2 separate regions of the Oryctolagus cuniculus genome follow, and region 1 is linked to region 2. A link is a contact called in public Hi-C data. All regions are on one chromosome and are shown on one strand. The core of a region is the stretch at or near the end of the contact, and the rest is flanking DNA. Distances in the headings are between cores, read along the strand shown.

Region 1 (5,517 bases), core at 1,813-4,312, 390 kb after region 2:
TTGGCCTGGCCCAGCCCTGGCTGTTGTAGCCATTTGGGGAGTGAACCAGCACATGGAAGAATTTTCTGTTTCTGCCCCTTGATCTCTCTAATTCTGCCTTTCAAACAGATGAAATAAAAATCTTGAGAAATGAATTCCTTCTTTCCCATTCCCCACCACTTCTACTACATGACTCATTAGATGGAAGCCCAAAGTGGCAGGAGTTGGCAAGATGTGATAAAATTCATGGCAGACGCTCCCACTTCCTTACCTCTGCAAAGCTGCATAAGACCTGCTCTCCCAGTACAGGCTGCTATTCTCTGGGCACAGGGAGGCAGCCTGTCGGGTTTTCCCAACTCGACAATAAACCTTTTCCCTTAAAACAAAACAAAACAAAACAAAACAAAAAACACCACAGCAGAAACATCTACACCTGCATTTTACTTCTGAAAATTCTTTCTCAATGTTTTTCGCAGAGAAGAAGTGAAAAGTTTAATTCAAAATCCGAAACCAAACAATGGCTTATTGGATTTGTCCTCCCCTTGTAATGAATAAAAACAAAGAATATCTAGAACCAAAATTCTTTGCTTCACATCTGATAAACAATACTCTAGCTTAGTCACATGCTTATATGTGTTGTTTACATAGTATATTAGAATTGCTCATCTATTGACTGTGTATCCCATTAGGCTCTAATAGTCTTGAATATAAGATTTTTAACCTGTTAACTGCTGCATCCCTAGAAAAGCACAATGCTGCATTACATGTCGTCAGAACCCATTACATATTTATTAAATGTATCAACAAGTCTATGGAAAGACCACTTTGCAGTTGTATAGAAGTATGATGAGAAGGAGAAGGGTAGGAATATGGATGGTGGGAGCAGGCGAGACTGGGAAAGCATGGAGGAAGGCAGCAAACACCGACCAAGTCACAACTCGAGTTTTCTGAAACCAAGTATCTCTTCAAGACGCAACTTTAGCAACGTGTCTATTTTATTTTCTAACTCTGACTCACCTAATGAGAAAAAATAGGGAGAAAAACCTAGAAGACTTTATACAAAATATGAAGATGATGCTGGTGAAGAGGCCAAAGCATACAGAGAACAAAAACACTGTGTACCCTGAGAATGACTGATAAAGTGCTTCACTTAGGTGCATTTTCCCATGTGCACCTGGGAAAGTTTTATCTAGAACAAGTATCTAGAAAAACTCTGCTGAGAGACAGGTTTAATGATAAATCATCCTTGAAATATTTGCTCATTTAATCTAGGGCTGAGTTTGAGTGAGAGGAGATTGGTGAGACTACTGTTGGCCTATGCAAAGCACACATGTTTATGAGAACACAGAACAGATCCAGAGATGTTCCCCCGTCCCTCCACCACCCACCACACTTCCCCCTCTAATTCCAATACTGCCAGTCAGACGCAGGAAGCAATCACATGTTTATCCTTTCTTGCTTCTCTCCTTTCCACTCTTCAGTCATTCCTTGAACACCTACTATACACCAGGCACTATCGTGAAGGTACAGATGAATGAGTCAGCCTCCTTCAAACCTTTCCTGCACATTCAAAGACACAACTACACAGTAACAAAAAGGAAGGTACAATGTGTTACAGAACAAATGAGCAGCCAGTCAGAATGGGGCAGACAGAGGAAGAGTAGTGAGTATTCTAATGTTTGGGATACTAATTAATTTGGGCCTGTAAGAAAATGATTTCCCTAATCAGACTACAAAAAACATCAGAAATACAATTAAGGTTACCAGTGAGTGCATTAGTTTCCTAGGGGAAAGGACAGTTGCATTCTTAGTTTTTTGCACCTGTCAATTCTGTAAGATTTCCTCTTGATGATTACATAAGTTTATGTCATTGCAGTCAAGATAGCATTATGTAGGTCCTGTTAGTCAGACAATAACTAGTCAGATGCAGTCACTTTCCAAGCTGTTAGCATTTCCTTACTAACTTCTTCCCGTGATATTCTGATATCATGAAGCAGGAAACAGGAAATCTAACTTTTGTAATCCCATAGGATTCTAGGGGCTCTGAGGTTGTCCCTTTATTAAGAGAAAGACAAGATTATATTCAAGTTAAATAAAATCCAAGTACAATTCAATTCTTTTTAGGTACAAACACCTCTCTATGGCATTTTCATTTCAATGTTGTTAATGAGGCGTGAAGAGCTTTGTTCCTTTGTCACTCAGGAAAACTTCCAGGGGAATCTATCACTCTTTCTCTAATTAGAGCAAGAGCCAAAAATTATTTCCAAACAATGAAGTTTACTCAATTCTTTTTGGGGAAACGGGTTTAATTATTTTAGAGACTAAAACAATAAACTGCTCTTGAAATAATTGAGGTGACTGTTAATTCTTTAATGTTTCTGATACATCTTATCAGTTTTGCAGTTATTACATTTATTTATTGATTTGCACAAGAGATATTTACTGAACACCTAAAGGCTTTTGTGAGTGGAAAAAAAAAAAAATCAATGTCTCCAAGGGTTACATAGTATGTTAGGTCCTAGGAACTACTGACACTCTAATTTAATCAAGTATTGGTTGATTTGTTTTCTATTCCACTAAAACATATAATAAAGATCTGTTACTTATAAAAATCCTTTCTAATAGAGATATAATGTGGACCCTGCATGTAATATAAAATATTCTAGTAGTGGTTTTTTAAAAAAATTGGCATTTAGATGTTTTCCTTACCTTAATATATCTCAATTGTTTTAAGCATGTAATCCAAATAAAAATATTGAGACATTTTTCACTCTTCTACTAAGTCTGCCTGAAATTCAGTGTGTATTTTACATATACAGCAGGTCTCAAGTCATGCTAGACACATTTTGAGTATTCAGTTGCCACGCAGAACTAGTAGCTAACATAGCTGACAGCTCGAGTAACAAATAGAGACCCCTTTAAGAAGCCGCCTGAAACTTGTTTACAAGGGGTTGCTTTTGTTTTTCATTTACGTCAATGTGTTTTAAATTATCTTGTTTATGGAGCGGAGAGTTCTTAATACAATAAGTTATCACAAATACCAAGTGCAGTGACTGTTTGGCCTTGCACAGAGGAAATGCTACACTCTCTGGGCTCCTGGACTTAAGGGTGGGGCCTTGTTATTCTGCAGAACAAGCCAATGAAAGCAGTCAAGTCTGAATTCAGAGCCAGAACGAAAATAATGCCTGAGCTGAACTTCATTGTTTGGATGAGGAGTTCGGAGACTTACGCATAATCCAATCACAAACTGCTTTTACTGAGAACCTAACAAAGGTACCGTTACTCCCTGGAATTAGTAGTTTCAGTTACTCAAACCCGTTTTCAAACAACTAGCTAAAACATTCCAGGAGCTGTCAGTTTCACTTTAGGGAGAACTCAAGGCCAACAATAAATCAAGTCCCTTTGTGGTAAGGATCACATCAGCCTTTAATGAATGCAAAATTATTGGGAAAGGATGAGTCGATGGGGATGAGGGAAATGTAACCTTCTGATCTCTGTGCTGTGAATTTTTAAGCAAAGTCACCCTGGTAACTCAAGATATCAGAAAATACTGGAATATATGACAGAAGGGTCAGACCTAGGGACATTGATTTATGTGAGCTGTGTGACAAGGAGCATTTAAATTAAAATTGTTGAGCTTTAAATCAATAATACCAGCTTATCTCTGGCCATTCTTATTTACACCTTCAAGTCTACCTGAGCCAGTATTTTTCATGCTCAAGATATTGTCTTCATTAGTTGTTGTTCTATATCTCATGTACTAAATATAAGCTTTAATATTTGGTCTTCCAGAAAAAAACAAAACAAAAATACTGTGTCCAAACAACAACTGGCTGCATTTTGAAACAGAACTTCAGAATCTAATTTTTAGCCATCCTCCTGGTGCTGCCTGGCTCATAGATTCAAGAATGGAACTTTGGAGACCAAAGATTCCAATGCATTCCAATTTTCTAAGTGACAGTTCCTGATAGAATATTGGCGCAACATTGCTAAATTCTCCTGTGCCCTGAATAGAGCAGAGTGTGAGAAAATTGCCAAGGTCATCTGCATGGTCCCCAGCGAGCCTTAATTAAATGCCCAAATCCAGAGGTCCTGTGCTAAGTAGGTAAAAGGTAAATGTCATTATCTCATCCATTTGGGGGACTCCCCAGGATTCTATGACACATTGCTCGTGTTTGAATTGTTGTTATCAATGACAACACACAAAACAGAACCTTATGCAGCACAAGATGTCCTTCCAAGCAATAGACAGTGAGCAGTTTGTAAAGTGAGGCCAGCCTTACACCAACCACGCTCCCTCCCTAATTATTCCTCAAGCTTATTTCCCAATATGACTTCTCATTTCCATAACCTATTTTCCTCTTCACCTTTCTACCTCTCTGCTCTAGTTTTTAATTTTTCCCTTTATTACTCTGTAATGTGAAAGTACATTATGTCCCTAGATAGCACATTTTATATATTCAGGTTAATATTAGTAGACTCAAACATTCGTCTTTAACCACCATTGATCCCTGAAGCAATCCTGAAATAGCAATCCATTTCAGCCGAACTCTAGTCTAGATGCAAAGCCAAGGATCCCTTAGCTATAAAAGGACTAGTCACTGTATTTCCTATTACTCATTTTAAAGACTATCAAACCTCAACTATATTCATAGTGTCAGAGAACATGTAATCAAAAAGACTATCTCTTCCTTTGCACTTATGGTGAACGGAATACTTAAGGAAGGTAGTATCCTTGAGCAGGGAGCATGTTCTCAGGTTCAAGTCTCTAACTTGATATTGACTGTGGGATCATCCATCATTTATTCATTCAGCTTCACAAAACCTATGTTTATCTGTAAGTTGAGAATAATTACCTACAACAGGGAGAGTAAATGAGGTAATACACAGTTCCTTGCACATGATGCTTCAAGAAATTAGTCATGTTATTAACAATACATTGGCACTACCATATGTAAGTCTTCACCAATTGGAAAACACATCTCCACAAAATCCATCTGTATCCAAACTATAGTCCCCAAAAATGATCAGAGGATAGATGCTGTGGCTGGGAGTGTTCTTGGTTATCCCAGTTCAAATAGGAAACACCAAAGAAATGCTCCATTTTTTCCCTTATTTGCCAGGTTAGTGCATTGAATTTAGTTGATGAGTCCTGAAAGTCTATGTTAATCAGTAATCTCCTCCATTATATTCTCTTGATATTTGCCAAGAAGGCTGAGTCACTGATCTTTAGAGGTCTTCAGAATTTTCCTCATCTTGATTTTGCTAATTGCATCCCTGTGGTATTGTGAGGAGGGTCCTGGGTTATCTATTTTTCCTGTCAGTTGCTGGAGTTAAAGCCTAATCACATTCAGATTTGATTTATTGACAACCCTGCTGTATAGATGATGTGTCTATCATTATATCCAAGGTGCACTCTTTTTATAAACTGCCATTGCTGCCCAGGGTCTTGATCCCTAATGGGGATCAGTGGGGAGGGTGAAAACATGTTGCCATTCTATTTCTTGGTTTTCCTCCAAACTTTCTATAAAGAGAAAG
Region 2 (5,672 bases), core at 386-2,885:
CACACCAAGCGATTACATAAAACTTTTCTTTCGTTGCAAGAATCTTTAGCATTTGCATGTCATGGTGATCCCAGGTGTGCCCTAAAAACTACTCTGCTTGCAAGAGAGAGCAGATGGGCACTGTGCTTCTCTAGTGTCGGAGAATCTGGGAGAGCGCTCCGGAGAGGACGACCTCCACCTCCTTTTAGCCAGGCTAAGTTCCTTCCCTTGCCCTTTCCACACCCACACCGGCGCATGCAAGAGGCTCCATGTCCTGTGCACGTTCCCACACCTAGACATCGATTTAAAATACGATGCCAAGCGGGTGACTTAATAAAGCACGTCCAGTAGACGGGTGCCTTCATTCTAAGCTCTTTGCAGAAGTCTCCGATTCCCATTACCCCCACCACTTCCACGGACGGCTTCCACACATTTGAGACATTGCAATCTTCGTTATAGCCTCTGGGGGGTGAAAGGGCAGCCTTATCCAACCGGTGGCAGAAAACAAGGAGCCTTTCCTAAGAGGGGAAGTGAGAAGAGGGAAGAGCCGCCAGGGGTGAAAAGAACTGTGCACCGCGGCGCCCCTTTCTAAATGAGCCGTATATTTGTGTTAAGGGGGAGAAAAATCTAATTGTACCCCTGGGCAGTGCTTCACCCACAGCACTTTATGCATCATGCACAATTTAGCAGCACTGGGAATTATCTCAATAACTATCATTAGAGGTGCCTATTAAAAAAAAAAAAACTTTCTCTCCTTTGTAATGGAACAAAGTGCATGTATGCACTGTGGAGGTATCAGCTCCTCCGGAGCTCTCCAGAGAGCCCACCCAGAGCCGCAGACTAGGCAAACGCCGCCGGGAGCCAAGTTTCCCGGGCGGGCTGGGCAGGTTCCCCTCCCCGCCGAGCGCAGCGGCGTTGGAGCTCGGAGCTGGCTTCGCTCCCGAGGCGGCGCCGCGCCGCGCCGCGCCCCGCGCCCACCTGCGGGCTGCACACATAAATCCGGGTGCGACAGCGAGCGAGGGTGGCGCGGGGGGAGCTGTTTCATAATCTCCCCGAAGCCACGGGAAAATGTCTCCCGGGCACAGACGAAGCCTTCCAGTGATAACTTCGGGGCCAAAAAGAGCCGATCGTTCCAACGGAGGGAACTGCGCTTTCCGACTGACAGTTCCAAACTTAGCTGCTGGGGCTGCAAACTTGCCACGGGCTCGCTCTCATCACTCCCAGTCCTTCCCTTCCCGGGCTCACCCAGGCGCGAGGAGGCTAGGGCTGGCACAGCACGCCCGCCTCCCTCCCCCGGACCTCCTGGGCTCAACGGGCGGGCACAGCCCGGAGGGTCCCGGGTGCGGATTCCGGGGCGCGCCTGCCTCCCAGGGGGATCCGGGCGCGATTTTCTTGGAAAGCCTGCGCTGTCCCCGGCGCGCCCTACTCACTTGTGTCTTCTTCATAAGGAAAGGCAGCGCTGCGATCCAGCCCAGGCAGCGGTGTGGCGACTCCGTTTAGCTGCTCTGGAGCTCCAGCATATTGCACGAGCAGCGGCGACAGATAGTCCAAGCATTGGGTAGCCCGAGCGCAGCGCCCTCTCCACGGCCCGTGCTGTCCGCGGCGCTCCAGGTCCCGGCGCGAGGCGGCGAGTGAAGCCCGGGCCGCCGCGCCGCCGGTGCTTTTATACAGCGCCCTCCCGCCTGCTCCGGACACGCCTCCTTCCCTTCCGGAGCCCCGGGGAGGCGAGACGCTGGCAGAGGCGCGGGAGGCAGACCGCGGGGCCGGACCGCAGCGCTCTACATGCCTCCGAAGTTGCGCCGACCGAGCCCAGCGCGTCCCCTAGCCTGGGGTCCTCGGGAGCGCACGGGAGGAGTGGGTGCCCTGGGGGCGAAGCTTAGCAGCCTGGCGCAGCGAGTCCCAGCCGGGCCTCCCGCTCCTCTGGGACTCACCTGGAATCGCCTGGGACCAGGCGAAACACCTCGCGCCTGGAGTTGCCTCCAGCTCGCTCGGTGCTGAGAGGATGCAGGAGCGAAGTTCAATGGGTTCTGAGCAAAGAATCCACTGCGCCCAGCCTTGGGGGGTTGGGGGGAAGTTTAATTAAGATCTATAGGTAGGCCATTGTCTTACCTCCTCTATTAAAAAAAAAAATGACCATTCATTTAGTGAATGAGCATTTGATAATTAAAGGAATTGTTTCAAGGTTAAGTATTGCTAACAGGCCGTTTCAGAATGCTTTACTGCCGTGTGTTTAGAAATTAAGATTCAAAGCAAGTGGTAGGGGTTACGAAACGTGCAGTTCGCCAACGCGGCAAGGGTTTTGGGAGCTGTACTTTGTGCTGGAGACGTTTTCACAATTGGAAAGATCATGCAACAGTGATAGTAATAATAGCAAACACGAGGGTGTGGTGCATGGATTTACATATCATAGCCTCGGTAAAAGATTTCTATGTGAGTTATATGAAACATGTATTTAAATATAATACACATTTTTACAGAAGTTATTACATCTTCCACAAACCTGCTGTATAGATTCAGTTATTTTTATTCCCATTTTACGGATGACGAAACACCCTTAGGTTAATTTTCCCAACCAACCAAGCTAGTGAATGGCAGAGCTCTAATCTAAACCCGGAGTCCTGGCTGTAGGTCTTCTAAAAAGTACTTCCGGGGGCAGATTTGACTTAGGGCTGAAGACACCAATTAGGAACCCCCTTCCCACATGGGAGCGCCTGGTTGCATAGCCAGCTCAGGCTCCTGATCCAGTTTCCTGCCAACGCAGCCCCCAGGAGGCAGTATGTAAAACTTGTTCTCTGCCACCCATGTGGAGACCTGGACTGAGTTATCAGCTCCTGGCTTTTGCCAGCCCAGCTTCTGCCATTGAGAACATTTCAGCTTTATCTGATTTTCTCTCTCTGCCTCTCAAATAAATGAAAATACTGCTCCTAGGCTTATTCTTGTAAGTGGAGAACATAAACATTTTATTAATTTGTAAGAAGAAAATAAATATTAACTTCAGTAATCATTTGGAACAAGAATAACACATAAATTCAGGAATTATTTTTACAAGACTCTTGAACTTAATTCCAAATTTGCCTGAATTAGTTCAAGTGTTATGTTAAAACTATGCCAAAATTTTAACCATGAGAGAAGTAGAAAGTAGGTACATTTATAGTTCACTGTATTAATAGTTCACTGTATTTATAGTTCACTGTATTAATCTTCCACTGCTCTTATAAGAAATTACCAGAAATTTAACGGCTTAAAACAACACAATTTTTTTCATAGAGCTAGAATTCGAAAGTCCCAAATGGTTCACCCTGAGCTAAGATCAAGATGCTGGCAGGGGCTGCAATCCATTGTGGAGGCTCTAGGGGACAACTAATTTCTGTCCCCCCGAGGCTATCCTCCACAGTGGCTCCTTCACCTCCACAGTCAGTAATGGCCAGTTGGCTCTTACAGCAAACCACTGTCACTGCCTCCCTTCTCTATTTGTAACGGGATTTGTTAATAACACCGAGCCACCCAGGTAAATCAAAATAGTCTATTTTAATTTTTTTAAAAAAAGATTAATCTGTTTATTTGAAAGCCAGAAAGAGAGGGAGAGACAGAGAGAGTTCTCTCATCTGCCGGTTCTCTCCTCAGATGGCTGCAATGGCCAGAGCTGGGCGGATCTGAAGCCAGGAGCCAGGAGCTTCTTCCAGCTCTCCCACATGGTTGGCAGAAGTTGGAACACTTGGGCCATCTTCCTCTGCCTTTCCCGGGCCATCAACATGGAGCTGGATCAGAGTTGGAGCAGCCAGGATGTGAGCAGGTGCCCATATGGGATGCCATCTTCACAGGCAGTTACTGGCCATGCCACAGCTCGGTCCCCAGTCTCTACGGTCAGTTGATTAGCAACCTTCACTCCACCTGCAGCTTAACGCCCTCTTCCTGGGCAATATGTTTCCAGATTTCAGGAATTAGGACGCAGATGTCTTTGTGGGGCTGTTCTGCTGGCTTCAATACTCAACAAACAAGTGCGGGGAGAACGGGAGTGGCAGCATGGATTCAGTATGTAACTGTGCAACTCCAAGTGACGTGGGAGTTTTCAGCAAGACTAGCTCCCCCTCCGTAGTCACTCACGTAAATATTTAAGCAGAAGACCACAGAACAGGTGACAGTATTAAATAGTGGCTTTTTACTTTTGATCAAAAAGATGCTGCAAGCCGTTTTAAACACAAGTAGGAAGAAGGCTGAAAAGGGCAGCAAATAGGACCGTTTTGGAAAATCGTTTAATGGATGATTCCTTCATGGTAATCCCAATCTTAACACAAGCCGCCCTGATGTATAATTTTGCTTTGCCAGTGTCTTCCAAACAGTTACATATATGGTAAGCACAAGGGAGCTATGTTTCTGACATTTACCACTAAGGCCTCGTGGAAAGGGAAATGGTTTTGAGAAAGGTTGGTTCTATTTCAGATTCTACTGCAGCCTCTGAGAGCGTCTCAGATCATACATTTAGCAGTGTGATATCCATAACCAAAAAGGTTCCCAAAAGGATTTCCAGGGGTACACGTGAACATTTTTGTTTACTTCATCAGGCAGCTATAAAATGTATGGGGAGTCTTTAAAAAGTCTTTTGCAGAAAGTAGGCATTGTGAAAAAAAAACTGAGTGTAGATTAAAAATTTTTTTGCACCAAAATAAACTTATCTTTTAATTCCATTTTCTTTTTTTCAAAAGATGTATTTATTTCATTTGAAAGGCAGAGAGAGAGAGAGAGAGAGAGAGAGGGAGGGAGGAAGAGGAGTAAAGCATGACCTTCATCCAGACAGATGGACTATGGTGAAGATTTTTACTGTGATCTGCCCAGGACACTTTCCCACCACTCTTCTTTCATTGTCAGTACCCCGTTTTACTTGGAGAATGCACACTCTGTTCTGTGTCTTCCAGGAGAGATTGTCATTCACCAGACTTTTCCCCCACTTCCTGCCACCTTTTCCACACCACCATTCTGAGACTCAGATTGGTCCAGTCCCAATTTGTTTGATTGTTTGAGGGATACGTTCATCACCCTCAAGAGGCTGGCCATTCAGAACCCACTGTGGGATTTTCTTTCCTTTCATTCCCAAATGGCCACCATGGCCAGGGCAGGGCCAGGATGAAGCCAGGAGGTGGGAGCTTCATCCGGGGTCGTGGGTACAGGGGCCCAGTGTGCTTTCCAAGGCACAGTAGCAGGGAGCTGGATTGGAAGTGGAGCAGCCAGGACTCGAACTGGCACCTGTATTGGATGCTAGTGTCACAGGCAGCGGCTTTACCTACTGTACCACACCACCAGCCCCTGTTTTCCACTAGAGACAATGAAAAAAATGACCCCTTTCCTATGAAGTTACCAAACTACAAGAACGTGACATGTTCTTCACCTGAACAAAGGTGTGGAGTTTTTCAACCTTGAAAATGATAAAAGATCTTAGCTCCCAGAATATTCTTTGAGTATTTTTTTTAGTATTCAGGGAACACTATCAAACTGTTTTGTTTGATTCAGGTTTTTTCCTTAATTATGAAATAAAGATCAGCAAGATCGCCAAGCATAGTAAATTATCAAATAGTTGGAGTCACCCTTTTGCCCCCTTTATATTGGACCTGAAAGTTAATCTTTGGATCAATTTAAGAATCTACAGTAAGTAGTTACATTACTGAAGAAGGCTGAGCCTGTATAGTACTAACTCAGAA

What was found. Hi-C and Micro-C count contacts between places; a contact is called where the count stands out from the background.
Region 1: a Hi-C map of an unstated tissue shows a contact between it and region 2, with 3 times the contacts expected there. The contact joins two enhancer-like sites. A contact is called at or near these places in 2 of 6 Hi-C or Micro-C datasets (ear pinna and an unstated tissue).

The regions. Positions count from the first base shown.
Region 1 is chr11:91,576,094-91,581,610 of mOryCun1.1, forward strand. No RefSeq gene overlaps it. Among named protein-coding and RNA genes, the nearest start is that of DUSP6, 420 kb to the right of the region's middle. Within about 2 kb of position 3,063, at least 2 of the 8 cell types and tissues checked have an H3K27ac peak or open chromatin away from gene starts, as enhancers often do.
Region 2 is chr11:91,184,091-91,189,762 of mOryCun1.1, forward strand. The region is part of intron 2 of LOC127491170 (a long non-coding RNA gene); the gene reads left to right. Among named protein-coding and RNA genes, the nearest start is that of KITLG, 35 kb to the left of the region's middle. Within about 2 kb of position 1,636, at least 6 of the 8 cell types and tissues checked have an H3K27ac peak or open chromatin away from gene starts, as enhancers often do.